Linked DNA regions of Rattus norvegicus: region 2 is linked to region 1. A link is a contact called in public Hi-C data. All regions are on one chromosome and are shown on one strand. Each heading gives the region's core, a stretch centred on a gene start, on an enhancer-like site or on the middle of the called end of the contact. The rest is flanking DNA. Distances are from core to core; before and after follow the strand shown. Region 1 holds the start of Armc10 (armadillo repeat containing 10). Region 2 overlaps Fam185a (family with sequence similarity 185, member A).

What was found. A called contact is a pair of places that touch in the nucleus more often than the background predicts.
Region 2: a contact with region 1 is called in a Hi-C map of the A7r5 cell line, with 2.8 times the contacts expected there. The contact joins the enhancer-like site here to the promoter of Armc10 in region 1. A contact is called at or near these places in 3 of 12 Hi-C or Micro-C datasets (the A7r5 cell line, frontal cortex and hepatocytes).

The regions. Positions count from the first base shown.
Region 1 is chr4:14,304,278-14,308,957 of GRCr8, reverse strand. Armc10 (armadillo repeat containing 10) reads left to right here and starts at 2,159. Exons shown (of 6, transcript NM_001106576.2): 1 at 2,159-2,434. The coding sequence starts at 2,302. It overlaps Fbxl13 (F-box and leucine-rich repeat protein 13), which reads right to left and starts at 1,827. Exons shown (of 18, transcript NM_001103355.1): 1 at 1,717-1,827. The coding sequence starts at 1,791.
Region 2 is chr4:14,534,542-14,539,221 of GRCr8, reverse strand. It overlaps Fam185a (family with sequence similarity 185, member A), which reads left to right. Exons shown (of 8, transcript NM_001395612.1): 4 at 2,715-2,853. Among named protein-coding and RNA genes, the nearest start is that of Fam185a, 18 kb to the left of the region's middle. Within about 2 kb of position 2,556, at least 2 of the 93 cell types and tissues checked have an H3K27ac peak or open chromatin away from gene starts, as enhancers often do. A contact at or near this core is called in the A7r5 cell line, where this site is marked.

The DNA.
Region 1 (4,680 bases), core at 910-3,409:
ACGTGTTTGCAGGTGGCTTTTACAAGAGCAAAGGTCTCAGGGATTTGAATCAGACATGTACATGCAGAGAGACCTGGCAGAACAGAAGCCACCTTACTGGGCTCTGAGGGAAAGTGAGAGTGCGCTCAAGGCCTGTCTTGCACCTGCTGTTAATGTGTGAGCAGAGGTGATTGGATAAAATCCTCTGGATAAAAATCACGGCGCAAAACCATCCTAAAACTAAGAGCTGTACCCACTTTCCCTGAAAATTGAATTGCACACTTCTCTCCTCCCCTAGAACTCCTTCATTCTCCCCATCACAGCACGTGCTCAGAACTCTGCACTTGATCTTAGCCAAAAGGCCGAGAAGCGATGTGCTCAGAACTCTGACAGCATCACCACACAACATACACCAATGTGCAGGCGAATGGGAGTCACCAGCGATTGCTCAGCTCCTGGGAGTATAAAACCTGGTTTTCAATACCATACTGTCCTCCTGAGGCAGGGCAGAAAGGGGATTATAGTGACTGGAAGCACAGGGTAGAGAGGAAGCCTTTCACTGACCAAAAAGGACTTAAGTCTGCTAAATAAGGACCTAATGGACAGTAACTAAACTGCTCTCACTTGGGGCTAGTTGCTGTATCCCCAGACACCTCAATCAATCAAGGATGACAAGACCAGTAATTAGGGTGTGCTGACATAAGTCAAAACAACACATAACCTTGAATTCCTGGCCTACCCACTCTCAGGACTAAATGAAGTTGCTCATAAATCCACTATACAACTTTAGTTACTGAATGAAAAAGAAACTTCAATTTTTAATCTAACCTTGTTACAAACTATACTCTTGGGTGATATCAGTTTTTTTTTTTTAAAAAAAGGAGTATTAATCCTATTGGGACTAGATGTCCCAAGTTATCAGAGGAGAAGTCTTCCCGTTCTCCTCTGATAAGGGGAGGGAGTGTTGGGGGAGGGATTTGTAAGGACAAGACTGAGAGAAAAGTAGGGGGGGTGGGCTTTGTTCGGGATGTAAAGTGAATGAATTACTTAAGAAAAAGAAAAAGAAGAAGAAAAGAGGTAGTGGCTTCTTGGCAACATTTAGAAAGGTAACCTTGAAAGCCACAAGAAAAAGAAAAAAGAAACCTATATCTGCATTGTGAAGACATAAGCTGGACTCTCCCTTCAGAAGTCCACAATTGTCTTGATCAGGTGTGTTCTACTCTATCTACTGGAGCACATGTTTCTGAGTTTAATGAAACCAACTTATCTTTATATAGGTTGGCACCGAAACTCATGTCTTTGTTAAAACCAACACCTCGGGTGTTGCCTGCGTGGCGATCTCTAAAAAGGTATATTGTGAGGTTGTGTCTCCTGCTAACAACGAGCGAGGAAATGCTTATACCCAGAACCCCTGCAGTCTTTTGTCTTCAAGTGGCTCACCACTCACTTCTTGTTCGTCTCTCTTCCTAATAGCACTTAGTACTTGACACTTGAGGTCTCCAACCCAGGCCTTGTGCTCTTTCCCCCTGGAGATTGTCACTTTCCCCCTCCCCCTCCCCTTCCTTTGTCATCTCCGCCCCTGCTTTAGCCACTGTCACCCTTCGGTGTTCTCTAACCTACCCCAAATAGACTTCAACTCCCCCATCCTCTATTTCCTATCTCCAGCTCTGGGAATCTCCTTGCCTCTCCCGGTCTCTTCCCTTGCCCTCTGTGTGAGAGGCTATGTAGCTCCAATACCTCACAGATTTGAGGAATGTAGTTGTCCTTGAAGTAGTTCCTTAGCCTGGGGGGGGCGTTGCGTAGTGAAGCCATAGTCAGAAGCAGGACTGAGAAACTACTGCGTTTTGTTGGTTACTGCTCCACGCTGCAGCGGAGGGACGCGTCGGTGCGTTGCCTGGCAACCAAGGAGGAGCCAAACAGTCTCAGCCAATCCGGAGATGAAGAAAGAACCTGGGGGGGAAGGGCAGGGGGAATGGGGAGGGGCGGACAGAACGGGGAGGAGCGGGCAGCGCTGGGAGGGGCAGGGGCAGGACAGGACCCGCGGGGCGAAGTAAAGTGGGAGGCGGGGCATAGCTGGACTGGAAAGTATTGGGGCGGAGCTAGGGGGCGGGACTCAAGCAGGGCGGTCCCCCACTTGATCCAGGAAAAAGATGCAAGCACTAGGGAGGGCAACGAGCAGAGTGGGAGGGCTTCCGACCTCAGCAGGGCGGCTTCCGGAAGGCGGAGCTCCAACCCCATTTCCTTTCTCTGGGCTGGTTCTGGCCCAGCTGCACCTGCGTGTGGCCCTGGCACCCCGGCTCCCTGCAGCTCGGTGGCAGCAGTATGGGCGGCGCGCGGGACGTGGGCTGGGTGGCAGCCGGGCTAGTCCTGGGCGCTGGCGCCTGCTACTGTATCTACCGGCTGACTCGGGGACCGCGGCGAGGCGGGCGCCGACTGCGCCCTTCGCGGTCCGCAGGTGAGGCGATGGGCTGCCCGGCATGTGGACTGGTTCGAGGTTCGGGAACCACCTCTGGACAGGCTAGATCAGAGGTGCCTTAGACACTCGCGACTGCATGGGGAGGAAGGCTAGAGGTAGACAGTCTGGAAGCCCAAGTTGCCTTGGGTGGGTCCTGAGCCGCTTCCCTGCTCCCACTTCTTTGTTTAAAATAAGGACTGAAAACATCGCCCGAAGTGCCCTATTACTTCCCTCCGGCTTCACAGCGGAGAGCTGAGGTTTCTCCAAGCTAAATAGATTGCTTCTCATTTTAAAGTTTGGGCCTTTGTGTTGTTACCAAAGAGGTGTCCCTTACTGTGTGAGAACGTTCTTAGGGGCCTCAAGTCCAGGTTGAAACTCTGCTCGCTGCTTTATGAAGAAAGGATCCCTGAGGTGCAATTCTGCCAGCACCTGTCTTAGGTGCTAGTACCTTTAAGTCATCCGTAGCATCCCTGCAACATGGGTGTGTGTGTTGGAAATAAAGAACCTCAGCCTACAGGAGACACACCTTCTGAAAGGATCGTTTAGGTCGTGAAAACTGTTGGGAAAACTATTTGGTCTGCCGACCAAAACCTGCTTTCCTCAAAGGCAGAGAAATGTATTTGTTTCTTTTGTCTTTTTTTTTTTTCCCCCGGAGCTGGAGTCCGAACCCAGGGCCTTGCCTAGCAAGCGTTCGACCACTGAGCAAAATCCCCAACCCCCATTTGTATTTGTTTTTAAATTGAGTAATCATTAAAACATTTTACTACTAATAAATTAGTAGATAAAACATTTTATCTACTAATGTTATTCCAAAGACAGAATTCTCATTTCCCTGTACCAGGGTCTATGCAAAATAAACAGTAGTTTGCCTTTAAAACAAGTGGACTCAAATATACCATTTTCCACACGGAGAGTTCAAGCAGTTATTGGTAGGACCTAATTGCCTTTCCCTAGAATGAAAATAAGGCACCATTAAAGGCAGATAGAAAACATGTCTTTGGGTTGTACACCTAGCATTTACTTTTCAAACTTTGCACTTCCTGGAAGGGACCAGGAAGAATGGTGGGTTTATATTCCAGCCTTCCATTTCCTTCAGGAAATGCTGTAAGAAAGGTCTGCACAGCACCTTTTCCTCTGGTCAGAGGAAAGCAGTTTTTGAAAATGAGCATTTGCCCCTCCAAAGCCTGATTTGTAGGTTTTTACTCCCCCCAACCCCTTGTCAAATATTTCTATACAAGAATAATTTGGTGGTTTTGTTATTGTTGTTGGGGTTCTTTTGTTCTTTTGTTTTTTTGTTTTTTGTTTTGCTTTTTTAAGGCAGAAGATCGGATGTATCCCTGGCCTGGAACTCACTGCATAGCAGAAAATTTGAACTTCTGATCCTCTTGTCTCCATCTCCTGGGGTTGCTGGGCCTGAGAGCAGGTCAGGGAGGTACTGGGAAGGAAACCGGGGACAGACAACTTTAAAAATAGGTTGCCCACAGCCCCTTCCCAAAGCTCTACCCTTACATTTGAGAGAAATCTTTTCTTGCCTTAAACTGTTGAGAAGTAGGGGCTGGGGATTTAGCTCAGTGGTAGAGCGCTTACCTAGGAAGCGCAAGGCCCTGGGTTCGGTCCCCAGCTCCGAAAAAAAAAAAAAAGAACTAAAAAAAAAAAACTGTTGAGAAGTGTGTAATTCCCCTTGTGAAGTTTATTGGTCCAGGAGAAGAAGCTGTTGCCCAACTCTAATCCCAGCACTAGCAGGCTGAGGTAGGAAGATCAATGCCGATCTTGGCTAACCTGTCTCCAAAAACAAGTGTATTTTCCAAACAAAGACTGAGACCATTGAAAAAGATGGAAACAGTATCAAATCATTCAACTTGATACAAGAACCTGACTGATACAGTAGAAACTCATCCAATCATTACTAAAGAAAATCTATCAGGGAAATAACATACAGAGGCCTGATGGACATATGTGGAGAATTAATAGTTATTTCTTGCATTAATATATTTTTGAAAACTACATATAATATATAAAAGTCATTAAAGTAGTATTTCTGACAACTCCTAACATTAAGAATAGAAGGAAATGTTCCTAAATTGATGGAGAACACTTATCAAAGGCCAAAGGCATAGATACTTTAGTTAAATGTATTTAATATTCAAACATTAATTGCATCTTTATTAAGTTCAAGAATAGGGGAGGTGCTATCAATCACGGCAAGTCCCGGGCATCTCAACAAGGAAAAAAAAAATCATAGAACT
Region 2 (4,680 bases), core at 1,307-3,806, 230 kb before region 1:
CCCCAGCCCCAGCGTCAGTCACATGCTTCCAGTCAGACATGAGTACCAGAGATTTACCTCATCTATGTTGAGTAGCTTGACCAGTAATTGCTAATTTGTTCCAGCTGTTATAGGTAATTGAATATTTCCTAATCCTATTTCCTATTAAACTATTTTCTTTCTTGCCTATTTGGTAATATTCAAAAAACTTACATTTTTCTATTTTTCTTCTGTAGTATTAACTTTTAAAACATATTTGGAAGTTTATTTAAAAATATAAAATACTTACTAGTTAAGAGCACACATTGAGAATTAAACTTCCTGACTCAACCATTTACTTAGTTTTTTTACTTTTGACAAGTTTACATTTGCATGTCTCAGTTTTCTCGAAAATGAAGTGATAACAGTGGACCTATTTGAGAATGGCTAGGAGGGCATCAGTACCGTTTATTGCTGACACAAGGCCTTGCGTGTGGCTGGCTCTGACATGAGCTTGCTTACAGTGGGGATAAAGGTAAAGAACCACAGGAGACGTAACCAGCGCCTCACGTCCCTGAACCTGCTTCTCACTGCTCGAGAGACAGATGGATGTGTTGCCTTTCTTACTCTACAAACTAGATAATGAAAACTAGATGGACATCGTGTGCAATAGCTATGTTGGTTGTGTGGCTGTTTTAAATGATAATTTCAGAATCAACCTTTATAACTTAACCCAATATAAGCATTCATTTCATGTGACAGTCAGTTAAATGATGGCACAGCTGGCACAGCTGCACTTTTCTTTCCGTCTGGACTTCAGAGTCACAGCACTTCCTGAGAACTCGGTTTGTGTGACTTGTAAGAACTTATAATAATAATAATATATATACATATATACACACATATGTGTAAATTAACTTAAGTATAGGGAAAAATCCTTCCTTGTGTAAAAATTAATTTTAGCAGTACCTCCCAGGAAAGTATTTATTTTCTGGGCTTCCTTTTCTCTCTTTAAATAACTTCTGTTAAAAATCCGAGTATACAGTTCAATCTAGGTGTCTACACATGACATTTTATCCACTAATACTACGGCAGTAAATAAGATTTTATCAGTGTGTTGCTGTCCACTGTGTCAGTTCAGTGTCTGATACAGTTTAGGACATGTGGCCCTAGCCTACTAATTTTTGTTCTTGAGAATTGTGTGGAATGTTTGACAACTCTATTGTGTTGGGGAGTGTGCGAGGATTTACTTGCTTTTGGTTGCTTTGGCAGTGCCGGGTGTCTGTGGCTTCCTAGGGTTCATTTGGTTTTGAATGAGCAGTACAGAGCATTTTCCATGGGCTCATAAGAGCGCCTTGAAGTCCAGCTCTATTAAATATGGTGGTGAGCAGACTTGGTGCACAGGCATGCCTTAGCAATTCAGTATGGTTCAGATACTTAACTGCTCATCTTCTGTGTTCCCTAAAACAGCCCCATTCTCTGTGGAAAGGTCAGCGCATGGCATTGTGTTGCCTGTTTTATGGAAATTCTTGGAAGGTGTGAAACCGAGACTACTAAGCAAGCCTGGGAGGAGGGCCGGTGCTGACATCAGTGTGCTCAGAACTTAGTGCTGTTTGTTTGAATGCCCTGGTGTTTGTTCCTGGGCCACTGGTGTGGTAAGCCATCCTAGTAATTGAGAGTGCAGTGCCCCGTTCGTGTGCACACGTCTTTGTTTATTACATGGTAGATGATGGCACTCTTACTGTCTTCGTCTCCTGTAGTAAATAATATTTGAAGCATAAACACACCCTGAATTTTGTCAGGAGATTTAAGGATAAACATAAAAGTCCTCTCATTGCTGGAAAGCTACTGCCTTGTTGACAAAGAGTGGAAATGTTTCAGAAGTTCATAGTTAGAGCGGCATCATGTGAGAGAAATTGTGCATCCCAGCAGAATCAGAATGAATCTGTACAGGAGTAACAAGGCATCTGACTAGTGATAACATAACAACGTCATCTGTAACAATCATGCTCCCTACTGAGCAGGACGCTAAAGGCAGGCTTGCCCCTCCTCCAGTCCCACTGTTCACTGTGGCATTGGAAGGCGGGGCCAGAGGAGGGAAAAGGATGGAGAAGAGTGCGAGAACACAATGAATTCTTATGAACATAAGATGAGTGGAATAAGCAAGGGACTTGAGGGTCATTTGGAGATAAGTATGCATGTGGTATTTTTTCCTAGTAGAAATAAATTATTGGAATTAGTGAGTTTATTGTGGTTGCTAGGTTGCACATCAAATATAAAAGTCAAGAACATAAACTTTTAAGAGATACTGTGTAAGAGCACTTTTCAAGTATCTGATGAGAACAAACTAATAAGATGTCTACATAGAAAACATAACATTGTTCAGAGAAAAGAAAGAAGGCGTAAATCAATGGAGGACTTGCATATTGAATTGTTCCCCATCAGAGAATGCATGTTGCTCACAACCTTGCAGTTGTCAAGGTGACGGCGTACTTCTCCTGAAGTTGGTCTTCACTGTAGAGCAGTGGTTCTCAACTCCTAATGCTGCGATCCTGTAATACAGTGCCTCATGTTGTGATGACCAGTAAGTTTGCTGCTGTTATGAATCACTGTGTAAATATCTGCCGTGCAGGCTGTCTGAAATGCAGCCTCACGGGGGTCGGGACTCACAGTTGAGAAGTGCTGTTCTAGATGAACTGTTTTGGTTGTTTACAGTCTGTTTTATAATGAACTGATTACAGTCTCTCTTTTACTAGACTGTGACCATAGATAAACTTCAGGGAAGTTGTGTTAATATCTCTACGGAGGATGGTTTGCTTCAAGCCAAGTATCTGTATACAGACTCTTCATTTGTGTCTTCTGCCGCTGGAGACATTGCATTAGGAAATATTCATGGTAAGCCACAGGCTAATGTACCTCAGCCTTTCTCCATGGCTTAAAGCTCAGAGATAACACAGTTCAAGAAAGACTGGGGAACTGACCCTCTACATAACTAATTGTAGAGTAGCCATCTTTTTAAAAAAAAAAAAAATCTGTGAAAGTAAAATGACTTACAAGCTAATTTAATTTAATTTTGAAAAGAGTTTGGAAATTTTGCTATTATATATAAAACTAATAGTAGTTCTGATTTTTTTTTTTAAAGATTTGTATTAGTTTAGTGTGTGTGGGCATGTACCCGAGTCATCTCTCCAGCCCCAGTAGTTGATATTTAAACATATTTTTATGAGAAAAAACAATATCCAAGAGATGAGAGAAAAGCAGTGTTAATAAAGATGGAATTCTTAGTGGTTACTTTCATGATACGAGAGGTTAAATGAGTTAAGCGTTTGGGTAGATCAAATTATAGAGACTATGATACTAATTTTGGGTACACTACATTAATGTGCATTTCTCCTGGCACAGGTCCTCTTAGCAATGTGCTATTTCAGTTGTCTTTGAGTGTTCTTTTGTGATCTCCAAAGCATATATCCACAGAGAGCAACAGTACTTAGTTAATGTTTGCATTGTGGAAAGAGAAAGCAAGAACATATAATGTTGAGATAATCTGGCCAAAGGCCTACTGGTGGTCGGTGTTATTCTGCTGTTTTATATTTCCACTGAGCAGATGATTCAAAGCCAGGTGTATGCTCTGAATACATAGGGGTAGTATTACGACCCACTTAGTCCTTGAGAAAGGACAGTGTGTGCACATCTGCCAAGTGTGCTGGGCCTTCCTCCAGGAAGTGTGGACTTGAACGTTTTTCCATACACGGTCCACTCATTTCACTTCTCAGTAAGCTGGATATCCGTGTCCATACATTTTGGCAGCACACCCACATTTCAGAATTGAGCACAAATTATTAAGTTGTATTTGAATGTGGTTACTTCTGGTCATGCTAGCAAGTAACAAATTAGCAAGTAGTCTTCTGTTTGTAAAAAAAAGCATGCTTAGGTAATTGGAAAACCCTTGCACCCCAACTTAATGGCTAAGCCTCAGCACGCCCTACATTACTTGAACCTAAATAGAGCAGAGCTATACATTAGTAGTAACGCAGTAGTGAGCAGTAACAACTTGTAGTTTCGTAGTTTAAATGACTTTTAATAAGGCTTGTACTTCTGAGGTGGTCATAATTAAGGTATTTGGTTGGAGCCCACTGCTCACCCTGCTCAAGCACAAGCTGGGAAAACCCATCTGCCCTCCTTCTCCCAGCCCAGCTCGCACTGAAATAACTCTAAAGGAGTGGCGCCAAAAGCTCAGTTGCACATTTCCGGCAGCCAGTACAGCCTGCCTTGCTGACCTGAGCAGCCTGCCTTGCTGACCTGAGCAGCCTACCCAAACATCCTCCTAGCTGCCTAGGTTCTGACCATGCTCAGGCATAGGCCCAGCTCCTGGCTGACACATCCTCACACCTTGCCTGAGAACTGTGCAATCTCCCTGCCTTTCCTCAGCCCTGCTCTTGGGGACTGGGGAATGGACGAGGGAGTTGAGCCAATGAAACCTGTATTTATTTATTTTTATTCTGGTCTGGTCTGGCCTATATTGCATTTGGTAGGAAAAACATGTTAGTATTATAAATAATACACAAGTAGGTTTTGGTATAAAACAATCCTTACCAAGGTAGATACTGACTGGCCAACACTACAGGAAAAGCTGCTGTTTTCCATTCTGCTTTCTACCATGTTCAGATTCAATGCCTTTTGCTTTTTAAATATTTTATTTCTTTCATTTTAGACAGGCAGAAT